2 separate regions of the Zea mays genome follow, and region 2 is linked to region 1. Evidence: chromatin contacts called from public Hi-C data. All regions are on one chromosome and are shown on one strand. Each heading gives the region's core, a stretch centred on a gene start, on an enhancer-like site or on the middle of the called end of the contact. The rest is flanking DNA. Distances are from core to core; before and after follow the strand shown.

What was found. Hi-C and Micro-C count contacts between places; a contact is called where the count stands out from the background.
Region 2: a contact with region 1 is called in a Hi-C map of leaf, with 5 times the contacts expected there. The contact joins the promoter of LOC100277723 here to the enhancer-like site in region 1. A contact is called at or near these places in 3 of 25 Hi-C or Micro-C datasets (leaf and tassel).

The regions. Positions count from the first base shown.
Region 1 is chr4:12,800,146-12,806,705 of Zm-B73-REFERENCE-NAM-5.0, reverse strand. No RefSeq gene overlaps it. Among protein-coding and RNA genes, the nearest start is that of LOC100383172, 35 kb to the right of the region's middle. Within about 2 kb of position 4,500, at least 16 of the 20 cell types and tissues checked have an H3K27ac peak or open chromatin away from gene starts, as enhancers often do. A contact at or near this core is called in leaf and tassel, where this site is marked.
Region 2 is chr4:12,913,067-12,918,923 of Zm-B73-REFERENCE-NAM-5.0, reverse strand. LOC100277723 reads right to left here and starts at 1,355. Exons shown (of 9, transcript NM_001151218.2): 1 at 1,023-1,355; 2 at 174-353; 3 at 1-83. The coding sequence starts at 1,230.

The sequences.
Region 1 (6,560 bases), core at 3,251-5,750:
CTGTGGAACCAGTACCGCGACTCGAGGCAACCCTGCGTGTGACCCAACAGTGCCAGCCAGGCACATCGGTCACGGATCAGTCAGCTGCGGGAGAAGGCGCGACGGTCGATACGGCCAAAAATGGGCCGGCAGTAATGGCGGTGGCAAGCGGGTGGAAGCAGCGGTCACGTCGTCAGCCAAGCTCGCGTCCCCTCCTGGGACAGCGAGAGAACCCTCTCCCACGGCGTGAAGACGGTGTGCCCGTGTTCCGTTCCTCGAACGGCTCGCGCACGCGCAACGGCTGCCCCGCGAACCACTCGTCCCATCGCATTAACTCCACGGCGGGACAGGCGGCACCTTTGGCAGGAGAAGCGGGCGACGCTTCACCTCCGCCATAATGACCGCGTCAAAAAGGTGCGCAACGTTATTCGATTTCGTATCCTTTTCCTCTTCCTCTTTCTCTCTCTTACAACAGGGACCGGGAAAGGGGATACCCTGAAAGGGATCCTTCTCCGCGAAGGAAACGGGCCCCGAGCCCCCCTACTGATCAGAGGTTCGAAGGCTGGCCCCTCGGAGGGGTTCAACAGCCGCCTCAGAGCGCTCGGGCTCCGCGCCCACTACTGGTCAGAGGTTCGAAGGCCGGCCCCTCGGAAGGGTTCAACGGCCGCCTCAGGCCACTCGGGCTCCGCGCCCACTACTGATCAGGGGTTCGTAGGCTGGCCCTCGAAGGGTTCACAGCCGCCTCAGACGCAGAGCGAGGGATGACCCTGGGTACGTTCGATACATAACCAAGGCACGGGCTACGCTCCCGAGGTACCCTAGGACATTTCCGAGACCAACGGGAACGATTTTGTAACGGAATCCCATCAGAGGGAGGCATCGAGCCCTCGGACCCCGTCAAAAGGGGACCGGGTCCCGCAAATCACCCGTAGGTACTTTTGGAGCGCGCCTCCGGGCCTCTAGCCGACCCCTAACAAATGGGGCATGGGCGTCCACTCGGATTACCCGTCAGCAGCTCACTGGAGACACCATGTTCGACGCCCTCCGAGGGCAACATGGCGCTTTTCCCCCCCTCCTCCTTGCGGAAAGGCGACGCAGGGGCGTATGTAAAAAAGTCGAGTCTGTCCTTGACCGTCCTCTCGCTCTGTGCGGAGGCTCGGGGGCTGCTCTCGCAAACCCGGCTCCGGCCAAACCGTTGACAGCGTCAACATACCAGCCCGAGAACTTGGGACTCGACCGTGCACCCGGGCTACGGTCAGCTCGCATGAGGGAACAACCAGACCGGCCGAAGCATCGCGAAACGCATTAAGACCTCGAAGGAGTCAAACCACTCCTCTGAGGCCTCGGGGGCTACACCCGGCGGGTGCGCTCGCGCGCACCCACCGGAACGAAACGCAACCGATAAAGGTCGGTCCCCTTGCAAAAAAGTGTGACAAAAGCCTCCAAGCGAGTATTAACACTCCCTTCGAGGCTCGGGGGCTACTGTCGGGGACCATAATTAGGGGTACCCCCAAGACTCCTAATCTCAGCTGGTAACCCCCATCAGCACAAAGTTGCAAAGGCCTGATGGGTGCGATTAAGTCAAGGCTCGGTCCACTCAAGGGACACGATCTCGCCTCGCCCGAGCCCACCCTCGGGCAAGGGCAGCCGACCCCGGAGGATTTACGTCTCGCCCGAGGACCCCCTCCAGCAACGGACACACCTTCGGTTCGCCCGAGGCCCAGTCTTCGCCAAGAAGCAACCTTGGCCAAGTCACCACGCCGACCGACCGTTTCGCAGAAGCATTTAATGCAAAGGTGGCTTGACACCTTATCCTGACGCGCGCCCTTCAGTCGACAGAGCCGAAGTGACCGCAGTCACTTTGCCGCTCCACTGACCAGTCTGACAAGAAGACAGCGTCGCCCGCGTCGCTCCGACTGCTGTGCCACTCGACAGAGTGAGGCTGACAGCGGCCAAGCCCGGCCTCAGGCGCCATAAGAAACTCCGCCTCGCCCGACCCAGGGCTCGGACTCGGGCTCGGCCCCGGAAGACGACGAACTCCGCCTCGCCCGACCCAGGGCTCGGACTCGGGCTCGGCCCCGAAAGACGACGAACTCCGCCTCGCTCGACCCAGGGCTCAGACTCGGCCTCGGCCCCGGAAGACGACGAACTCCGCCTCGCCCGACCCAGGGCTCGGACTCGGGCTCGGCCCCGAAAGACGACGAACTCCGCCTCGCCCGACCCAGGGCTCGGACTCGGCCTCGGCCCCGGAAGACGACGAACTCCGCCTCGCCCGACCCAGGGCTCGGACTCGACCTTGGCCTCAGCCGACGGTCTCCGTCTCACCCGACCCAAGGGCTCGGACTCGACCTCGACCTCGGAAGATAGACTCGACCTCGACCTCGGAGGAGCCTCCGCCTCGCCCAACCCAGGGCTCGGACCGACCACGTCACAGGAGGGGCCATCATTACCCTACCCCTAGCTAGCTCAGGCTACGGGGAACAAGACCGGCGTCTCATCTGGCTCGCCCCGGTAAACAAGTAATGATGGCGCCCCGCATGCTCCATGACAACGGCGGCTCTCAGCCCTCTTACGGAAGCAAGGAGACGTGAGCAAGGACTCGACAGCCCCGACAGCTGTCCGTCCGCCAGGCTCCAGCGCTCCTCCGACGGCCACGACATCACACGAACAGGGTGCCAAAACCTTTCCGGCTGCCACGACGGCATGTACTTAGGGCACTAGCTCCTCTCTGCTAGACACATTAGCACACTGCTACACCTTCCATTGTACACCTGGACCCCCTCCTTATGCCTATAAAAGGAAGGTCCAGGGCCCTCTTACAGAGGGTTGGCCACGCGGGGAAGGACGGGACGGCGCTCGCGTAAGCCTCTCGCTCCCTCCCACACGGACGCTTGTAACCCCCTACTGCAAGCGCACCCGACCTGGGCGCGGGACAAACACGAAGGCCGTGGGTTTCCCCTTTTACGTCTGTCTCCCTCCGACTTTTTCCCCCCTTTGTGTCCCGTCTCGCGTCGACCCATCTGGGCTGGGACACGCAGCGACAATTTACTCGTCGGTCCAGGGACCCCCCGGGGTCGAAACACCGACAAAACTCTTGCCCCCTGTGTTTTAGAGTGGTAGCAAAATCCCTCCAAAAAGGTGGTATCTTTTCAATTATGTCTCATGCCACAAGCTTATGTTAACACACATGGAACATCTTTACAATAGTGTTCAAGGTCTTTTGCTAGCCCCTGATTTTTTTGGGCATGTTCCACTATACAATGCCCATTAACCATTTTGTAGTCATAGAATTGTTCCATAACATATATTTCATTGCTAGCATCTGAGACCCCAGATTTTGCCTCAAGTGCTTCCGGCGCATCTTTTCCTATTGGTAATATTAGGTACGTGCCCCTAAGATTATTAGCGTGAACACTTACAATGGCACCTCAAAATAGGTTATCGGCTGCCATGAAAGCACGCTTCTACTCTTGAGTGAGCTATACGGGTTTTCCCTATGTGACACCGATAATGTTCATAGTTATCAACCACGTCATAGCCTTTTCATGCCAATATTTGTAATTGGGACCATCAAATACATTGGGTTTTGTTGTTGAAGCAGAGCCAACTACCAAATGCCTACACAAGTATTTTTGGATTGTTAGATAAATATGGCATTGTATAATATATTTTAATTCCAAAATTATGTAAATAAATCATTGCCATGCATATTGTCAGTGGAGCAGTGACAACATGATTTCTACACATGTTCATGTTTAACATCATTTTAATTATGAACAATATAAAAATAAAGAAGACTCAAAGAAGTATACCGAAGTAGAGCCATTACCTCAGTTCGTGTAGCTGTACAGATTGATTGAAGAGTTGATGATGTGCAACCCCTCAAATGGTCGCTAGGAAGTAGATGATATAGTTGTTTAACGAGTAGTCACATGGAGACGCTCCCTAGAAATCTTATTGGCTACTATCCGGATCTTTGTCGGATAAGGTTTCGGAAGCATGCTCTTAGTACATCATCCATTTTAAGATATAATTCTTTTTTGTTAAATACACATTCATTAATCAATTTATGAATGTGGTTTGTAGGCATGTCTATATTTATTATCATTCATTCGAACGTGAACAGAAAAATAGATCTATGAAGAACTATTTGCAAAAACAACCCTGATCGAGACATTTGCAATTTTGCCATTATCATTGTGGGCTTCGCCGGTATGTCATTGGGGCAACAAAATCATAAACACACATGGTCCTACCAGTTACAGACACAAACACGGGATGCCATAATAATAGAGAGTCAAAACTGAAAGTGACAAAATAGCAATTTTTTCCTGATCTGAGTGCCATGCTAAATTAAACTACTACAAACACAACCTTGTTTCTGTTTACCCATAAATTATCACCTTTCTTTGACAGGGCCCCATAGGCTTTTCATCGTTCTGCTGGTGCTGGGCCCTTTTACAATAGCCGTGATTGCTTTTGTTGACTCATCCGTCCACGTCCCAATAAGTCCTATAGCTGGCAAAAGAGGTCCATGTCCATCCGTCCCATGCCTGCTTGATATGATGCCCCCTGGCCCCTACTACTAGTTAGTACTCCCTTCGTTTCTTTTTATTTGTCGCTGGATAGTGTAATTTTACACTATCCAGCGACAAATAAAAAGAAACGGAGGGAGTATTAGTTTTGCTTCTAGAAGGCAGCTGCAGCGTCTCGGTAGCGACGTTGGAGCACATGCACGATCCATCGTCCCAACACCAAATAATGCTTGCGCCACTTGAGGAAAAAAAAGGGCAGAAAAGTTTTCTCTAGACGCGCGCTGAGATGTAAAGCAAAGCAAAGCAAATCACATGACATGTACAGTTAAAAAGCAACTTGCATAGAATAAAACCCCCTTGATTTGCTTCTAGAACCATTTCTGTCTGCGTGCATACCACCATCAACAAATAATCAATCAATCAGTCAGTCTGCATAGCTAGTGTCCCCCATTGGAACAAAAAAAAAACACTCACTCCAATCAAGCAACCATGTTATCCGGCGAAAAGAGAATACTGGAATCGTGCGGTGGTGTCGGTGTCACAGGTCGGCCGGGTCAGGTATACTGTCAACACCAGCACCGTAAAGCTAATCTGATACGTCTAGTTATGCATATGTTGTTAGAGCAGAGAGAAGGTTTTTAGTCCAAGAGAACGAAAATTGCAGTTTCACAAAGATACCTTCTTCGATCTATCTGAATTAGAAACTTTAGTTGCCTCTTCATCAACGAATGTCGAGCCGAAGGTTGACCAAGATTGGGGGGCACCTTTGGATATATACGGCAAGAAAACTACGAATGAGGAAAAGATGTCACGATACATCTTCTTTGCCGAAAGGCATAATTGACACAAAGTCTTGATATAGAGAATAGGGCATTCTTATAATTCTAACTAGAGACGTATGTAGTCTCGATCGTAGAAATATGTGTACAGTGGTACCACTCTGCTGCTACAATGGCCGGTCACTTATATACTCCCTCCGTTTCTTTTTATTAGTCGCTGGATAGTACAAAATTGCACTATCCAGCGACTAATAAAAAGAAACGGAGGGAGTATGTTATATGTTCCGAGTCTATAGCACCTTTAGACCATGTTCGAATCTACCCTAATTTATATGGATTGAGGAGGACTGAGTGGTTTTAATCCCTAGTAAGTTAAAATCTCTCTCAATCCGTATCGATCCGCTCCAATTCATATCCATATGGATTGAAAATAATTGAACATGTCTTTATGCATAAAGAGCGTTGTCCGGGGATCTGCGGTCTTCAAGGGCCGAAACCGTTCAGCAGAACTTCCAAGTATAACATTCCAAGGTCTTTGTAAGACATCTATTATTTTTTCATCTTAGCATTGTGTGATAATAATAAAAATGAAGAAGATGAACTGATCCCGACAAACCAGATACACACTTCGTGTATGCTATTCCAACTCATACGCTATAACTTTCACGCTTATTTTTCTATTTTTCTCCCGTGTCCTTGAAACCTCCGAACCCTTCGAAGAAGGTGAAAGGAGGACAACTTCACTTTAATTGTGTTGGTTAATTTCTTGGAGGAGCTTTTGGCAGGTCCCCAACATTTGGTATTCACCTCCGGTGAGTCGTGACTTAGGTCCCTCGTGCCTTAGTAAGATTGGGAGCGTGTTTGCTTATGACCCCTTCTTACTCAAGCGTCTAGGCACTATAGGGTTGTGATCTAGGTACCTCTAATTATGGTACCCGGCGACCGGATAGCCTGGTGCACACGCAGATAGGAAAGGTTGATTGCTTCCCAAATGAAGAACCAATGGCTCGTAGGCTCCTTAGGGCTATAAAAGGGACACAAACTTGGGGATATAAAAGGGACCCCTAGATCTCTTTTCTCCTATCTCCTCATCCTAACTTGGTTCTCGTTCTCACTAACACATTTTATAAATCAAGTTTGTGTTGTTTAGAGCTAATGTTGCATGATCACCTATTCACCCCTCCCCTCTAGGTGCTCTCAAACTTTTAGGGGGAGGTCACTCTATAATATGAGTCTTTGAGACTAACACGGCTTTTCAAGCCTATCA
Region 2 (5,857 bases), core at 106-2,605, 120 kb before region 1:
ATGCGCACATGTCAATATAGTCCCATCTGGATCTATTATAGTTCCAGATCCAATGCTCTGCTCGTTTACCCATCCATGCATATCTACAAAAGGTAATTCGAGAAGTTCACTGCACATAGCCACAACACTGGTGAGGAATTTGACAGTTTTCAAATAGACGGATATGTTCTCACCATGCATAGAAGAAATGTTTACAACAGCAGGACCAACTGCAGATGCCGCCTTGGCAATCGAATTCCTGCCTAGACACGCTGGGCAGCATCTTGGATCACCAGAGCTTCCGTCAGAACCTTGGTCGCCATTGTTAGCAGGTGAAACCGATGCAGACGTGAAGGTATTCAGTACTGGGAACCCTACAAACACATTTGGACACAGTAAGATCTTTGATACAGAGCTCTATCTTACCCAGGCGAAGATAACAACAAACAAGGCAACTGCAGATTCAGGTAAAACAAAAATGCATCAGTCTCATCAGAGTTACTAAGGACACCTTGAAGGTGCTAATCTGTCAACTGTAACTATGATGCACATAGGTAAAAATCAAAGTTTATCATATTGTGAAAAAGGATTATTCCCCGGACTCAAACAAAGACCTTGCAAGCAGGCTGATGCTATGATATTTAAAAACAGCCACCTATCTGGATGATCCAACACCTGCAACTTTTTATGGCATGCCTTTGCACATTACAACTTGTGTTCGTCTCGACATACATTGGTCCATTGACTATAGTAGTTCAAAGTACGGCTGAAAACTTGAGTCCAACCACAGGTCCCTCTACTGAATTGAAGTAACGAGACCCGCCAATGCGCATAACGCCGTACGCAGATAGTCAGATGGATGTCTAGCAGAGAGCAAACGCAAGCCCAATCGAGTGGCATTCCAAAAACCTCGAACCCAAACCACCTTGGACAGTTGGACAGGCAACCACTCCCGACTCCGCCACGCAGCAAAAAGACAGTCTATCCGATGGTCTAGGGTGTACCGATGTAGATAGGCGAGGGAGGGGGTGGCGAAAACGGACCTTGGAACGGATATGGGAGCAGATACGGGGAGAAGAGGCAGGTGCCGGAGCGGAGGCCCTCGGCGGCGGCGGAGGAGGAAAAGGCCTGGCGTGGCGGCTGCGGCGGGGAGGCCGAAACGTAGACGGCTGTGTCGGGATCGCGGAGGCGCGAGAAGGCGGCGGTTGCGGCTAGGAGGAGCGCGGCCCGGCGGCCGACGCGGAGGAGCATTCTGGAAGGATCGCTTGCTGCCTTGGCGTGCCGCACACGAGGAAAGGAGAGCACACGAGGAAAGGAACGGGGAACGCAGAGCGGAGCAGCAGGGCCGTCGCGAAGCGTCTGAGCTGAGGTAGGAGGAAGGAAATGGACCTTTTGGTTTTCTTGCGGGCTGCGGACCTTTCAAAAGCCGAGTTGAGCCAGCAGACCTGCACGAATTCAGTCCAACCATCAAATGCTCCTCCTCGTATGGTCTCTTCCTACGGCCCACTTCTAGCCGCGCTCGCCCGTTCTGTCGCTTAAGGACACAACGCCCCGATCGGGATTGGTGTACAGGAGACCCCGAGGCTTCTTCGGTTAGGGATTGATTAGAAAGGATTAGATGAGATTAAATTCTCTTCTTTACAAATTTGAATAGGAGAGGATTAAATCCTCTCCAATCCATCTCAAACCAACTTAAACCGAACAAGTCCTCAGAGGTAATTCGGTATTTACCCATATCACCCTAATTAGGGTTTCTTAATGCTCTCCCTCGGTGAATACCGTGATAAAGACATGCCTCGTTAAAACTTCCAAAAACCCAGTAAAAAATATGGAGAAAGAACGCATGGCAATGCATATTATATATGCACTTTGTGGCCTCGTTAAAGAAATTCATGTGAGAAACTTTAGGAAAACTCACCAAGGAAAAAAGAGTACAACAACTGTCATCGGGATAGATTTCGATCTTCTAGATCTGGATTCTATCGAATCTTCTACAAGAGCTAACTTTAGAAATGTGCTTCCCTAATCCTTGCAAAATTGTCTCGATATGGCAAAACATTTTCTTCTGTAAGTATATGCACATAGAGATTTAGCAAATGGATTGCATATTGTCGCAAGGATTATCTCAGAAACGTCACCTCAACTCACTTCTAGGATACACGAGGTAAGTGCACATATCAACATAAATAAGCCACTTTGACCGGTGGTCTTCGATCGACTGAATCTATATGATAGAAACTTTCATGAGGGTTCACATATTTATCGTCAAGTTGACGCTTTCAGGGCATACAATATGACATTCAGTGTCTCACAATTGTGATCAATATAAACATTCACTCCCCCTGACGATAACATTTGTCAAAGTCATTATCCCTCATAACTCAAACATACTCTTCAAGATATATGTCTCATTGTTCATCTGGAATAATGAGGATGGACGAGGTTGGGGCGCTACACTTTTCATTCTATCATGCACCACAATGTATGCATGGTTGTGCAAAGCAAATAACTTGTCCTTTTATAGGACTTAGGGGATATTATAGTGGCAATAGTACATATTCTAAATATGACTCATCGCTACAGGCATTCATTCGTTGCAACTTCTATGATGGTGTAACAAAAGTCCATCAATGATAGTAATCCATCATGGATTCTCATCAATCAAATGCATAATTATAGTCTGTCATTCCAACACAATGGGGATATTTTGTCAGTGACACCTAAACAATTTAGGATTCTGCCATCAGAGCTTTAGAGGATATCGTAATTCCCCATCTAGTGGAATATACCATGAGTAAAATTCATGGAATGCACATGTGCTTATTCGATGAACTTTAAGTCCTTTGGTACCTCATTTTATTCCTCTCGGTCTATATTGGTCTTTGTCCCTTTTTAGGGATTATCAAACTTTGGTGTTCAACACAGACTTTGTTTCTTCTAGAAAGGTTCCATCAAGGAAATATAATCTCAACTAGGAGATATTCTCTATACTCGCAAGAGTGATCATTCATCAAGAATGTATTATTCGGTATAAGATTTATATGTTGCATATTTATAATTCAAGAATATGAGTCCTCCTAGAATTTCATGATGGATCTTCTGAATCCTTTAACCACATATTTTAATTAATTCCATTTGCCAGAGTATTACATAGCGGAACAATGTTTATTCAACACATATGTGGGGATGAGTCTCTCACAAGACCACTTGAACCATCGCAGTCACCACACATTATTTCAATAGTGCCCATAAATGTCCAAACTTAAAGCTCGCGACTTTCACTTTGTGATTATTGGTTCAGCCTCGATTGCATTATCAATGACCCGATAAGAAAGCTTCAACCACTCATGCCTAGGACTTTGTTTTGGATCTGTTTGCAATCTAGAGAGGCAAGATATGTGTCCACACATTTGTCTCCCACATTTAATAATAATCTTTGTCATTTATAAAAACGAAAGATTCATTCTTCTGTATTCCCAGCACAATGATATTGCGAGCATTGCTAGGAACTTCATCATCAAGATGAACCTCTTTGTTAGGCAAATCACCAACATGATGAGTTCATCGGAGGAAAGTTATCACAAACCACGTGAATCTGCAATCAGAACATATGCTTTGACTAAGGCCGATGAATCATATTCGCAGGCGTCCCGAGAATAGATCAAATGCCATTAAGTCAAATGTGGATGTGATATTAATCCCAAGTATATCCACATCTACATCAGGTAGAAGCATTCAAATTTATATGGTTACTCCTCAACGATTTCTTGCAAACTCCATATAAACAGGAGTACACACTGAATGATAGGTTCAGTTTGGCTTTTGTGCGTTTTATAGAATATTGAGACATTACACTCAGTGGGCATTTATCCACTGGTTGCATTGTGCTTTCAGGAACATATGATAAAATGTGCATGCGTATAATGGTAGTAAAGTTCACCACATCAGGCCCATGCTGCCAAGAAGAGATTTTTTATATGTAGAGATGTATAGTACAACTCGTTTTAGACTAAACATACATTCATTAATCAACATATGAATGTAGTTTACATGTATGTCTATATTTATTATCATTCATTCGAATTTGGACGGAAAAAAGAGGAATGGAAAGAACTATATTTTAGGACGGAGGGAGTATTATTTTTGTCCCCTTGTGTTTTCTCTATCTTTTATGTTGTTGCCTTTTTATTTTGTATATGTATTTCAAACCTTTTCATCTACTAAAAGTGACTAATTTAGCTAGCTCGCTATAAAGTTAATCCACTTTCCCTTAAAACATGATACTTACTGAGTGCTAAAAGTACTCACCCTTGCTATTTGTGCAACAACTATATTGCAATCGATTCAACTATTGGTCAGAAACCGGAGGAGTTGGAGATTGGACTCAGGAGTTCCAAGACTTCGATGAGTTCTAGTCACGTGGTCAAATAGTCGGTGTTCCTATGGAGTCTATGGTCATCTTCCATTGAAGTTGTCTAAAAGAGTCTACTAGTATTGTTAATTAACCATTTCATTAATACAATTAGTTGTGTAACACCATTATTGTATCTTAATAAAACATTGTGCTTTTGGTATCTCCACTATATGACAAAGCTATGCATGTGATTACAATCATGGTACATGTATAGTGAACATTCGGTTTTGTCGAGTGCGACAATAGCCCAAATTCACCTTTGTTACTTGCTTAGAATTATGTTTGAAAGACCAAGTGAGACCTTATAACCTTGGTCATTCGGTTTATGAGATATTGTTGCTCATCCACAATTCATTGTATTTGTGCTCCAAATGATATCCAACACAATACCCATAGACATTCTCCTCCTCAAAAATGGTATTGATAAGTAATTATCTAAAATGTTGTAGAATGCAATCATAAATCATAATGCAAGTCTATATGCATCCTCAGTTTTACTAGTAAGGAACAAAGATGAAAGTTGTAGATTATGTGTGGATTACAAGCACCTGAATGCTCAAACAACAAAGGACAAACACAAAATGCCAATTGTGGGGGAGCTCATTGATGAGTTGGCTAGTGCTCAATGGTTCTCCTCTTTTGACTTTACGACTACATACCACCAGATTTGTATTACTCCCACAAATACATATATGACGACATTTAAGACACATAATGGCCTATATGAGTTTTCGTTGATGAAATTTGGACCGACCAATGTATCTATAACTTTCAAGTAGTGATGAATTTGATTTTTTAGCATCTATTGAGAAAGGAGTATTGGTGTTTATGGATGATATACTCATTTATTCAGCCACTCTGTTTGAGCATCTAAAATTACTTGAGTAGGTGTTTGACATCTCTTTATTTGGTCTGAAGCTAAATACCTAGGGCATTGCATCTCTATAAAAGGGGTAGCTACTAAGCCATATAAGATAATTGTTTTGGAGCAATGCCTTAGACCAAAGAAAGATGATTTCTTGGATTGACATGATATTACATGAAAGTATGGGTTGATTAGTAAGTCTTTATTTGACTTATTGAAGAAGGGGTGCATTTTGTTTGGACATGCCTTCATTCAGTTAAAGCATGCCTTTGTCCATGCTCCTACTAAAGTTGTCCCATATGTTTCTAAGCAATTTTTCGTGGAGATAGATGCTAGTGATTTGGGGTTTGGTACATCTCTTATGCAGGAGGGTCATCTTGTTGTTTATTTGAGGGAAGCTGTTAGTCCTAGGAATCAGGCCATGTCCACATGTGGAAAGGAGTGCATGGCAATTAATGTTGCAGTGGAAAAGATGGAGGCCATATTTCTTACATAAGGAATTCTTGATCAATATTGGTCATAAGACTGCTTCATTTAATTGAGCATAGGGTCACCACAAAAATTCAGCAGAAGGAACTATTGAAGTTAATGGATCTCCA